Regions from separate parts of the Mus musculus genome. Here region 1 is linked to region 2. A link is a contact called in public HiChIP or PLAC-seq data. All regions are on one chromosome and are shown on one strand. Each heading gives the region's core, a stretch centred on a gene start, on an enhancer-like site or on the middle of the called end of the contact. The rest is flanking DNA. Distances are from core to core; before and after follow the strand shown.

Region 1 (6,815 bases), core at 778-3,277, 200 kb after region 2:
TCCTATGTGTGTCTCTTCTCTTCAGTTAAACCTTCCTAGAATCACTCTTATAGACACAACAGAGGTGTGTTTCTATGTTGATGCTGAAGTCAGTGAAGCTGAGATGATTATACGTTGGGGACTGGCCTATGTGATAATGTGGTCTAAAATACAGTAGATCGTATATGTTATTTAGTGGTACACCACTGTCTAGCATGGGAAAGGGCCTGAATTTGCTCCCTGGCATAACAAAAGCCAGGGGGATCATGTTTAAAAAATATATCAATCACAGTACCTACCTATAATATAGAATGTAAATGGGAATGTCACCATTTTTGATGCATTATCTCTGATAAAATACAGGGTTAATACCAAGACACCAAATGGGAAAGGAGATAATGTGGTGGTGGGTTTTTTTTTGGGGGGGTATACATTGGTGCTTTACTTGTGTGTATATCTGTGTAAGGGTGTGGGATGATCCTCGAGCTACAGATACTTGTAAGCTGCCATGTGACTACTAAAACTTGAAACCTGGTCCCCTGGAATATCAGTCAGTACCCTTAACTGCTGAGCCATCTGTCCAGCTCTGTAGTGTATTATTTTTAATTCTGTCCTTTGATCTGTATCACAAAGACAAGCAGAATGACTACATAATTTACTAAAAATTCTAACAGCTAGAATATGTTTGGGGAGTCCAGCCTGAGTGAGATTCTGGAGTTATCAGGAGGGGCTAAGTACGTGGAAGCTGACTTGGGCTTAGTGTAGTCACAGAAATTCAAAGTCTGAGTATGCAAATCGGAAAACATGCTTACAGGGAGTGAAGGAATGATGTTCCCAGCACTCTGGCAGCCAAGCATCATTTTAGGGTATCTTTCCCAAAGATCCCCAAATAGGAGCCTTAAGGACTGTTTAAACCTTTTTGCCCTAAAGCTCCCAAGGTCTCAGTACAATCCTCTAACGAAAACTTTAATTTATTTTCATAAAGTTGTTTTAAGTATGTAGCCCAAACAAACCATTTTTAAATCTGAGCGAGCCCTTCGTGCAATATTAAGCATTTTCTCTAAGCTTCACAGTCAGCTATTGGATGGATCACAGGGCCTCTAATGGAGAAGCTAGAGAAAGTACCCAAGGAGCTAAAGGGAACTGCAATCCTATAGGTGGGACAACAATATGAACTAACCAGTACCCCGGAGCTCTTGTCTTTAGCTGCATATGTATCAAAAGATGGCCTAGTCGGCTATCACTGGAAAGAGAGGCCCATTGGGCTTGCAAACTTTATATGCCCCAGTACAGGGGAACGCCAGGGCCAAAAAGGGGGAGTGGGTGGGTAGGGGAGTGGGGGGGTGGGTATGGGGGACTTTTGGGATAGCATTTGAAATGTAAATGAGGAAGATACCTAATAAAAAATTTTAAAAAAAGATATGACGATCTCTCTTGATGCTAAAGGGAGAGACAGGTTGCTTCCAGCAGATAGGACTGTGTCAGGGGTGGGGTGTTAGAGGAGAAGGGAATGAAAAGTGGAGGTGGGGAGGATACAATTCACAAGTGGAAAAGTTAGATGAAAGAATAGCAGCCCCTGAAAATATATGTGGGAATAAAGAAGGCATGTAGAAAGTAAAAGACAAAAGCTATATCTTAGAGCACTGGATATCATGCCTGGCTACACATGAGATCAAGAGTCCTGTCTGTATCTTAGTCTAATTACACCAGAACATTTAGAGGGCAGAGTTCAGGAAGTGGAGATTTACCAAAAAGCTTGAAGTAGATGTCTCTGGTGACATTATGTCACCAGAGATGAAGATTAGTCTGAATTTACGTCATTTAGAAAATAGAAAAACATTTACAGTATTTGTCATTTATATTGATGATTTGCGTGTTTTGCTGTTTTGCTTAAGAAATAGTTACAGTCCTTCACTGTCAGAGAGTTACACAGGGCCAGGAGGAGCAGGTTCCTGACGGAGTATGCCTTCTGGCCATGAAGGAGAAAGTAATTTCAGTTAATCCAGAGTGCTCTCACCTCTGAAGGGAGTTATTTCCTGATAAGAGGAGAAACTGGGCGTGGAACCAAGAAATGCCAGGTGCGTTGTAAACAAGATAGAGAAGGAAGGACTCTGCCAGCTTCCAGACAGCTGGGGGATTCTGCCCTCTGCTGGCAGCTCCTGAGAAAAGCATCCTCTAGATGGGAACTGCCCCGAAGAAAGCAGGATGCGGCTCTCTTAAAACCCACAGCCACCTGCACAGAGTTCTTAAGAGGCCAGGCAAGATCAAGGACACCTCAAGCTCCCTTCTAAAACAAAGCTTCGTCTCTGCCCGTAGCTTGCATTATTTTCAGCCCCATATTTTTATGGATAATGGCTTGTAGTAGAAAAATAAGGTTTGTCTATCAGACATTTAAACAAAAAGCAACATTGTCTAACATTTTTTTTCAGTGTCAGAATTTGAACCCAAAGATTTATCTGTGCTAAGAAAGGACTGCACTCTACCACTGAGCCATTTCTATAGTGAACAGACAACAATATAGTCATATAAGAAATGACTTGGTACTAGGGGGAAATTGTTCAGTAGTGCTCATTATTCCATTTCTTGAGATGTTCTGGGCCTATTTCTCTATGCCATACAATGAATCCTAAAGAGTGGTTCTAGGGGACCAACCAAAGCTCAGAGAAACTGTCACACATGGACAGTGAATTAAGGACTTAAATATGGCAGAAAGACAAACTCTAAACAAAATATTTTCAAACCAAATGCTCCTGGCAGGCAGAGAGGTCTTTATAGCATGTTCTGTATCTTATTAGGGCCTTTAGCCCACTTCCTTCCTTTCAATACAGATACCACTAACCAGAACTAATGAACCACAGCAGCAGAAGCTGTGGACCCAGGACTGTAGGCTAACCAGCTAAAGATTAGTCATTTAATAGTTACACCATGCCCACTTTAAAACCTGCCCCACCTCTCCTTGCACACACAGGTCTTTGTGAGCCATTGTGGGGGTAGATGTGAACAGGAAGGGAAGGGGGACGCAATGGAGCTTATTGAACACAAACCATGTATTACTAAGTGCCTCTAGGTCCTGTACACCCTCACAAAGCAGTGGATGGGCAGGATTTTATCCAAGGTTCCTGTTCACCCAGAAGACCGAGTTGTTCTGTCCCTTATGGGAGCTAACACAATCCACAGAAACCTTGGCCCTTCTGTTTGCCTCTCTGACTTGATTTTTTGAAAGACGGTCTCTCACTAAAACTCTAAGAAAATGAGAGTTTGTAAGTGTCTAAGCTCTTTATGTTACCATTCAGCCTCTGCAGTATTTAACTCAAGATGCACCCAAGGCAAGAAATCTTAAGCTGTTTGTTAAACAGAAATGGAGACAAAGATTTTAAGATAGACACAACATTTAGAAATACAATATCAAACGGTAAGAAAAAGTCAGATCAGCATATTACCAGAACATTTTAAAATCTTAATTTGTACACTTTTTCCTATTTCTTCTCTCCGTGTAAATTACAGAGTTGAAAAGTCAGTTCCGCAACAAGCCCTTTGTCTCTCCTTTTGGAAAGAAAAACATTTACCTTCTGTGGCACTGGTGTCCTCAGGTTAAGAGGTGCTGAAGTCCCAGGGTTGGTTCTTGAACTATCAAACTTCCTCAAGTCATCCCTGGAATCAGCAATCTGAAAAGACACAAGCCACCAAGTCCATCCTCCAAGACACAAGCCACCAAGTCCATCCTCCACTGATGCACTGTGGCTCGCCTGAAACAGAGCCAAGCACCTCGACGGAGAAGCCACAGTAGGGCAGACACCCACTTCCCTAACTTGGAAAACTTCTAGAGAAGATGTCTCTAGACTGTCCTGCTCAAACGACATTTTTTAAACCAAAGACAAAAAGTCTATTAAAAAGGTATCTCTTATAGAAAGCAGAGGATTAAAAAAAAAAAAAAAGGAGAAGAATCTACTTGGCGAGTCAGGACAAAAAAAATTAGTATGTGAGTCATTATTTCATTTTTGCTGTAGATAAGGATTTTAGTTTATTTCCAGTAAGGTTGAATAAAGCAGCCACTTTTACTTTTCCTAGAGAGTTTAAGTGTTCATCTGAAATCGTTGAATCTGTCACTGGATCTACACTACATTATATCTTTGTTCCCTTTCAAGTAAAAGTTTTTATGGAGGAGGCTTGGACAAACGTACTGCAGACACAAGAGTGCCAAAACAGGTTCAACTTGATGCTATTAATGTTTTCCTTGAGATTTCAGGTAACTGGTTTCTCTATCTGGTTCTCAAGTTTCACAGCTTAAAGACCATGACAATACATATTATATGGGATCACCCTTTTCCTTATTTGTAAAGAATGTTGCTGCAACTCTGTCTATAACAGGTTCATAGATTCAGGATCTTCTATGAAGCTTGTATCTTACCTATATATAGCTTATGTACTAAAATTGGCGATGATAGTGTCTGAAAAACTCAAACTTAGGCTTTTGTATAAAGCTACTTACGGAGACAGACACTGGGTTCAAGGGTTGTCTAAGCTAACATAGTAGAGAGAATCTATATCAAAACATGAAGACGGGATGCAGCTCAGGGGTAGAACACTTGTCTAGCATGCAAACCCCAGGTTTTACCCCCCCCCATATCACACACACACACACACACACACACACACACACACACCTTCCCCAAATCAAAAGTCTGCTCAAATAGATATGCTGGCTTGATTTGTGCTGATACAATTAATACACAATTTTAAGTTCAGGTGTTTCAGAGAACAGCAAAGCCCCTATTACTATCCAATGGCTTGGGAGAAATGAATCCAAGCAAAGCTTTCTGAGCAAAGCAAAGGATGACTCGATCTATAGCATCAACAATGATACCTGATAAGACACTTCATTTAGAGGATGAATTTTAGGATGTGGCTCCCAGCATCCTGTTGTAAAGTCACATCTCTACTGGACAGAGCCAATGACCGTGCACCTGGGGAATGCTTACCTTACTTATATCAGACTCAGATTTGCTGGAACACATACTCTGGAGTTCTTTGACCAGATCTGCTTCATCATCTGAACCCAAAGAGAGTCTGTGGTCCAAAGTCAATGTCACAGATAGATCATTCTCTAAGGACCTAATACAAAGGCCAGAGGAGAGTTTTTCAAAAATGGGAACAAACCAGTTATCAAATAGAGAACTCTAGACACTCTACCTTCTGAACTTTGAGATGAAGAAGAGTTTCCAATATCCTCCCAAGTAACTCATAAAGTCATCCAGTGCAACAACAGCCCTATACCAAGAGATGTGAATACTAAGTGGTATTCTCAAGATGTCATTAACTTCCAGCCAAGAAACTCTTAGTAGGATAACAGTTCTTTTTTTCACAAAGAAAGCTATGTAGGTGTAGACTATTTCCAATCTCCTTTCTTTCTCCCTTTTCTCTATCACTTAGGTCTGACAAAGTGAAGTTCAACCCATAGAGGTTTGCCAATATGCCTGTCCAAACGCTGAACAAGGATGACAGCAGTGAGCATGCCAGCATGGACAGGGAAGAGCCCACAAGGCCTGAGTCCTACACAAAGAATCCTGGCACTCAATGAAAGCTGAATGAGGGAGAAGTAGTTTTCTCCAGGGAAGAGCAGTACCAATGTAAAACATACATAAGAATACATACACATAGCGATACATACATACATACATACAATAACATTATACAGTCCGAGCAGGTTATAGTTAAGAATCCTAAAGAAAAGAGAGAACAGGATGGAAAGGAGAGTGGCAGGATTTAGAGCAGTGGTTATTAACCTTCCTAAGGCTGTGACCTTTGAATAGGATCCCTCATGCTGTGGGTGATCCACAATTATGAAATTATTTTGTTACCACTTCAGAACTGTATCTTCTGACTGTTATTGATCATCATGTAAATATCTGATATGCTGGATATCTGATACGTAACCCCAAAGGTTGAAAACCATTGGTTTACAAGGAGAGAAGGGAGAAATGTAAATGTATCCAAAAATTATAAAAAAAAATTTTAAAGTAATGAGCAGGGGGCTTGCGGGCTGGGGTGGGGAGAGGAGCGTGTGTCAGTGTAATACACTGGAATGAAAATTCATAATAAACTTGAGTTGGCCATGCTAAGACTAGCCTAATTATTTTTCTCTTAGCAGTACAGGCTTCCAAGTACTCTCAATTGAAAAAGAAACTTAGAATGACTTCTTAGGGTTGGGGGCGGGGGGAGCTTACTCAAGCTTTGGTATGTGATGGTCTTAATGGAAAGTCACATAAAATGCAATCTCATTTACCTCTCTCTGTAACACTATAATCAGGGTACATGGTGTGCATTTTATTTGCAAACTATCCAAATATTTCTATCCTATAATTAGCGACATGTTTCTTTATAGTCCAAAATACTTGTAGCTAAAATAATCAATAGTACTATAAGGGGAATATACCTAAGATGATCACTATAAACACAGTACTTATAGGTAAATAAGCAATGCTGTTCAGTAAATCTAGTGTTAAAAAAAGCTATCGATGGATTGCCTAAGTCAATGGTTTACAACCTTCCCACTGCTATGACACTTGAATATAGTTCTTTCTATTGTAGTGACTTCAACCATAAAATTACTTTCATTGCTACTTCATAACTGTAATTTTGCAATATATGAATTGTAATATAAGTTTCTGACATGAAAGATGGTCTTAGGCAAGCCCATGAAGTTAGCCTACAAAAGGGGTCGCGGCCCACAGGTTGAGAACCACTGGTCTAAATGTTCACAAATGTAAGCCTTCTTACAGAATTGTTAAATGAAAAAGTTCGATTAAAAAGTGAATCCCAGCACTCGGGAGGCAGAG
Region 2 (6,250 bases), core at 2,061-4,560:
TCTTCAATAATTTTGTTGAAGATGTTTGCTGGCCCTTTAAGTTGAAAATCTTCATTCTCATCCACTCCTATTATCCGTAGGTTTGGTCTTCTCATTGTGTCCTGGATTTCCTGGATATTTTGAGTTAGGATCTTTTTGCATTTTCCATTTTCTTTGATTGTTGTGCCGATGTTCTCTATGGAATCTTCTGCACCTGAGATTCTCTCTTCCATCTCTTGTATTCTGTTGCTGATGCTCAAATCTATGGTTCCAGATTTCTTTCCTAGGGTTTCTATCTCCAGTGTTGCCTCACTTTGAGTTTTCTTTATTGTTTCTACTTCCCTTTTTAGGTCTAGTATGGTTTTGTTCATTTCCATCACCTGTTTGTATGTTTTTTCCTCTTTTTCTGTAAGGACTTCTACCTGTTTGATTGTGTTTTCCTGTTTTTCTTTAAGGACTTGTAACTCTTTAGCAGTGTTCTCCTGTATTTCTTTAAGTGATTTATTAAAGTCCTTCTTGATGTCCTCTACCATCATCATGAGATATGCTTTTAAATCTAGGTCTAGGTTTTCGGGTGTGTTGGGGTGCCCTGGACTGGGCGAAGTGGGAGTACTGGGTTCTGATGATGGTGAGTGGTCTTGGTTCCTGTTAGTAGGATTCCTCCGTTTACCTTTCGCCATCTGGTAATCTCTGGAGTTAGTAGTTATAGTTGACTCTGTTTAGAGATTGTTCTTCTGGTGATTCTGTTACCGTCTCTCAGCAGACCTGGGAGACAGATTCTCTCCTCTGAGTTTCAGTGCTCAGAGCACTCTCTGCTGGCAAGCTCTCTTATAGGGAAGGTGCGCAGATATCTTGTATTTGGACCTCCTCCTGGCCGAAGAAGAAGGCCCAAAACAGGACCTTTCTCAGACACTGTGTTGCTTTGGCAGTTCCCAGAAGCTGTCAGCTTCTGTGGTGCAGACTCTCACCTGTGCAGACTAAAATCCTAAGTTCCAGGGAGTCCTGGAACCAAGATGGTGACCGCTGCTCCTGAGGCCGAGGCCGTCTCCCGAGCCAGGCGGACACCTGTCCTCTGGTCCGGATGGTGGCCGGTTATCTGCGGCCCGCCCAGGCTGCTGCCTCAGCGGCTCTGTGCTTCTGCCCGTTCCAGAAGCTGTCCGGTTCTCTGGCACACCCTCTAACCTGTTCAGACTAATTTCCTAAATTCTGCTGAGTCCCGGAACCAAGATGGCGACCGCTGCTGCTGAGGCTGAGGTCGCCTCCCAAGCCAGGCGGACACCTGTCCTCTGGTCCGGATGGTGGCCGGTTATCTGCGGCCCGCCCCGGCTGCTGCCTCAGCGGCTCTGTGCTTCCGCCCGTCCCAGAAGCTGTCCGGTTCTCTGGTGCACCCTCTAACCTGTTCAGACTAATTTCCTAGGTCCCGCGGAGTCCCGGAACCCAGATGGCGACCGCTGCTGCTGAGGCTGAGGTCGCCTCCCAAGCCAGGCGGACACCTGTCCTCTGGTCCGGATGGTGGCCGGTTGTCTGCGGCCCGCCCAGGCTGCTGCCTCAGCGGCTCTGTGCTTCTGCCCGTCCCAGAAGCTGTCAGGTTCTCTGGCGCACCCTCTAACCTGTTCAGACTAATTTCCTAAGTTCTGCTGAGTCCCGGAACCAAGATGGCGACAGATTTTGGTTTTTCAAGACGTAGTTTCTTTGTGTTGCCATGGTTGTCCTGGAATTTGCTCTGTAGACCAGACTGGCCTCGAACTCAGAGATCTGCTTGCCTATGACTCCTGAGTGTTGAGTTCTGGGATTGAAAATGTGCGTCACCACTGCCGGGATAGAAAGAACGTTCAATTTTCAATAAAGAAAAAAAAAATTCAACTCTATTTTAACTTGCTTTGGCAAAACAGGGTTTAGATATTTAAGTGTTGACTCTTTACAACCCAGCAGGGTTTTGTGTTGGACACACATTTCTCACACCAAAAACCTTGGAAGGAAGGTGCACAGCTTGGGAAACTTCCAAAGCCTCCAGGGAGCTAAAGACTCAGGTTTTTCTCTCTGTGAGCTTGAGTGACTAGGACACTTTTGCTTCAGTGACTCAGAGGCCCTTTTAGTGTCTCAGTCAAGATATTTTGCTTAGCAGACTAGGGAAAGGAAAGGAGGGTCATTTAGTTTAGACTGTCCACCTGTTGTTTTTTAGCACACACACATGAAATACCACACTGCACACTGAGCAGGGCCCGGAGGTAAAGGGCCCTCTTTGCTCTCTTTGTCCTTGAGGACTTTGGCTGTAATTATGACACAGCAGGGCATTGTGACATATATGTACGACACACATGTACCTCATAAGGGAAAGTAGTAGCTTCCCTTTCCTTGGTAGGACCTTTGCTGTAATTATGACATATCAGGGAATTGTGACATATGTGTATGACACACATATACCTCATAGGTATTTGTGCCACTATGGCTACTCTAGAGCCTTCAGTCAACAGAGCTTAGGTCTTGTCCAGCTCTTGAAGGGCTTACTGAGGTGGACACCTCAGAGTACTGTGGAACTTGCTGCTTCCTGAGTGTTCTTTGATACAAAAGAGCCACATTTTCATCTCCTTTTCAAAATGGATCTTGAAAAGTTATCTGTAACTAAGCCAGGAGCTAAGGAGACAGGAGAAAGAGGGAGTGAAAGAGAAGAAAAACGAGGAGAGAGGAGTGAAAGGGAAAGAGGAAGGGGAAGAAAAGAGGAAGAAAGAGAGGAAAGAGGAGAGCGAAATGAAGGAGAAAGAGATGAAGGTGGAGGAGGAAGAGGAAGAGATGAAGAGGAAAGAGATGAAGGCAGGGGAGGAATGGGAAGAAAAGAGAGAGGAACAGACGGGGGAGAAAGAGATAAAGGAGAAAGAGGAGAAGAGGAAGGGGGAGAGGACGAGGGAGAGGGAAAGGGAGAAGGAAGAGAAAGGTTCCAGGAAGCCAAGGAGATCAGTGAGTGGTCTTTATTTCCACGAAAAAAGGGTTCTAAGTCCCGCAGATTGGCCACGGTTTACCCGGGCCCAGGGTCGGGCCCGCAGTCTGAGCCGGTGTTGCTGTGGCTGCCTGAAGGTAGGCACGCGGGGGGATCTGGAGGGCGGGCGCTAAGGCCGAGGGCCAGGGAAAAGGTGGCGCCGGCGGGCGGGCGGGCGGGCGCGGGGCGCGCTGGAGGAAGGAGCGCAAGGAGCGCGCGGGGCGGGCGCGGGCGCGGGGCGTGGAGAGCAGCGACTGTGAGGCTGGGCTAGGCAGCGCTGGCTTTAACCTGGGCGGCGGAGGCGTGGGGAAGAAGGCTGAGGAAGGGGAGGTGTGTGGGACCCGAGTGGGTGGGGGGAATTGGAAGCAAATGACATCACCTCAGGTCTGAGTAAAAGGGACGAGCCAAAAGCATTGACCTGGTCCTGGATATCCAGATGTCGAGTCCAACCTGAATTTAGCCGAACACAGACCTCATTGCCTCACGGAGACATCATGCAGAAGTCGCCTTTGGAGAAAGCCAGCTTTATCTCCAAACTCTTCTTCAGGTGAGAGGGTACTCAGCGGATCTTTGCACGGACACATGTGCCTATGCAGGAGAAGGGAATGAATATGGGCAGACTTTGGGAAAACAGGAAGAGATTTTTGTTGTGTTTGTTTTGTTTTAAAAGGTGTGTTGTCATTCAGTGCTTTAAAGGAAATAAGCATTTTTGTACAATAAAATGAAGCTGATTGAATAGAGAACAAAATATACTTGCAACTGTGAATCAGACTTGCAACAGCCAAATATGCTACGGAGCAATAGATATATATTTTTTTAATTTCCTGAAAAAAGTTATACTTCATAAGTGTACTTAATAGAACATTCCTAAGATTGGTCTGTTATTTTCTCCAAGAAAAGCTGACCGCAAGTGCAGTGCCTGTGTAATAGGTGCTCTGAAAACATTTGTTGACTGAATTTTTTTAAAAGTCCAGGAATTATATTGTATTTACTTTTTGCCGTTGTAATATTGAGTAAGTCTAACATGCTCATCACAGTTACATTATTCTTTTTAAAAATGAGCAAGTCAGTTAAAATATCTAACTTTAAAAAGAAATAATATAAGCAATGCATTAAAAAAGTGAGTTACCATGGGGATATGAAACTAGAGTTTTAGCCACTGAAGCTATATTCAATTGACAATTAGGACATTGTTCTCTTATCCTACATTGTCAAAAAACCAAACCCTCAATCTAATAGGATTTTTAAATTAGAATTTAAGTTGGAAGACCTAGGCAAGAATTAAGCGCTTTGTATTTGAAGTGCTCCGTGGAGCTTCGTCTGCTCTGATCCTGTAGTGTGAATGAATGAAAAGAGCAGCGCTCATGGGTCCTCAGCTGACTCACCCCCCCCCCCCCACACACACACCAATGAGTCAGCACACTGAAGTATCATAAGTGTCGAATATGTTCTCAACCTGCCCTATGCTGTGGGTAGGGGGCAAGGCTCAGCCTTAGTCTTCCTGATGTTCCTTTTTCAGCCGGTCTAGAGCTCAAGGCTGAGGAAAGACAAGTGCTTCTGCAGGAGAGCTCCCCCCGGTGGTTGGGAGAGAAGGAAGGGCTTTCTTCTTTAGAATGAATATTTGTGGTGCCTTTTGTTACTTCATCTATAAATCTAGCTTATCGGTCTGGATCTATTTTCTTATTACTTACAAAATCAGAATGTCACTTGACATACATGTGAGGCTTTTATGAAAGCCTATTGAGGAACCTAAATGTCAATGTGTCTGTAAAGGCAAGTTTTCAGGAGAATGAATATCTCTTGTGTGGTTTTCCCACTAAGTAGTAAGAAACTTCAAAATTTTTCACTTATCAAAGTGTTTCAAAAATTTCCCGTTTTTATAACCCACCTAATAAATTGTAGTGTGCTTTACAAATGTTCTTAGGCTGATTTGGAAAGGAAATGTATTATAATGGCTGTGAAATTTGTTAAGAACATACTCATTTCTGCCCTCCAAATGATTTCATAATCAGTTGCTTTAAGAATAGGTGTGTTTTTAAGAGTTTAGTTCCTACTATTTATAGGAACTGACATTTAGCTAAGTACTAGTCAGTGATTATAAACTTCCTTCTGGACTTTAATTTTCAAAGAGTAAAACCCTTTTCTCCACTGGACTAGGCAGTGCCGCCTAGTGACCAGGGCAGTGGGCCCTGGATTCCCATGGCCTGGACTCAGGCTGCAGATCTACTGCTTAGTAGGCAAGCCCTTTGGTGTCTCTGCATGACTTCAGTGCTACAACTTGGAGTCTGTCAGTGTGACACATAATGTAATGGGTTAGTCTGTTGAGGAATATATGCTGTGCTTTGAGGACATGTTAGCTGCCCTTACTGTTGTTTACATGTTTACATTCCTCGAAGTGCTGGGATCCTCACTGTAAAGGACAGTGAGTTTATTTCTGCTGGGTGCACTTTTGTGACTATAGCCTGTATCTATGCCATTTGCTTGAGAAGTTAGCATAGGGGATAGATAGCCTCACGTAGCATGGGCTTGTTAGATACTTAGATGAAAGCCATGCTCTTACATCAGATCTCCTTCAGTGCCTTAGAATTTAACCTATCCCATCAAGCTTAGGGTTATAAAAGACTCCTAAAAGCTGACTTCTATGTGTCTACTATTATGGTCTTGGTTTTGGATTATATTAATTAACATTTTAATTATTTAGATTATGTTACTGAGAAACCAAAACAAGTTTAATAATAATTTAAGTACTTTTTATTTTTTTAAGTTTTCAGTAAGTAAAAAAATGGAAAGACATTGGAATTGGTCTAACACAGAAGATAATTTTACCATGAAAATTTCAAGTAATTTTTTTTACTTTCATGGAAAATAAATGCATTAACTTGAAGGTGTAATGATAACATTTATGAAATAAGTTGTTTCAAAACAAGTGGTGATATATTTATACAGAATTTATGATTGACATATTAGTGGAATTAATTCCTAAAAACCTTTGATTTGTAGAAATGTTTGAACTTTACACTTTCATAGAGATTTAAGAAAAAAGATTATGCCTAACGTGTACCTGTTAGTGTGTGTGTGTGTGTGTATGTGCGCGTATGCATGTTTGTATGACCATAGAGTGCAGTATAAGCTATCATCTCTTGAGTCATGTCTCTCATTGGCCTGAATCTCACCAGTTATGTTAGACAGACTTGCCAGTGAACCCAAGGGCTTTCCCTGACTCTACCTTCTCAGCACTGGGATTACAATCTTGTGTCACTCTGCCCGCCTTTTCACCTAGGAGCTTGGGATTGAGCT

What was found. HiChIP or PLAC-seq counts read pairs in DNA pulled down with a chosen protein or histone mark.
Region 1: a contact with region 2 is called in an H3K4me3 HiChIP or PLAC-seq map of intestinal villus epithelium, with 11 times the contacts expected there. The contact joins the enhancer-like site here to the promoter of Cftr in region 2. A contact is called at or near these places in 9 of 39 promoter capture datasets (cranial neural crest, embryonic stem cells, epiblast stem cells and 4 more), 6 of 484 Hi-C or Micro-C datasets (cerebral cortex, embryonic stem cells, myeloid progenitors and 2 more), 3 of 115 datasets of contacts at active chromatin or transcription factors (intestinal villus epithelium, large pre-B cells and stem cell-derived neural progenitor cells) and 2 of 9 other capture datasets (adipose tissue and embryonic stem cells).

The regions. Positions count from the first base shown.
Region 1 is chr6:18,370,979-18,377,793 of GRCm38.p6, forward strand. It overlaps Cttnbp2 (cortactin binding protein 2), which reads right to left. Exons shown (of 23, transcript NM_080285.2): 21 at 4,959-5,091; 22 at 3,546-3,644. Among named protein-coding and RNA genes, the nearest start is that of Gm40356, 61 kb to the right of the region's middle. Within about 2 kb of position 2,028, at least 36 of the 459 cell types and tissues checked have an H3K27ac peak or open chromatin away from gene starts, as enhancers often do. A contact at or near this core is called in intestinal villus epithelium and uterus, where this site is marked.
Region 2 is chr6:18,167,377-18,173,626 of GRCm38.p6, forward strand. Cftr (cystic fibrosis transmembrane conductance regulator) reads left to right here and starts at 3,311. Exons shown (of 27, transcript NM_021050.2): 1 at 3,311-3,500. The coding sequence starts at 3,448. RefSeq lists promoters at 2,326-3,462, 3,229-3,462 and silencers at 2,592-2,962, 3,512-3,752.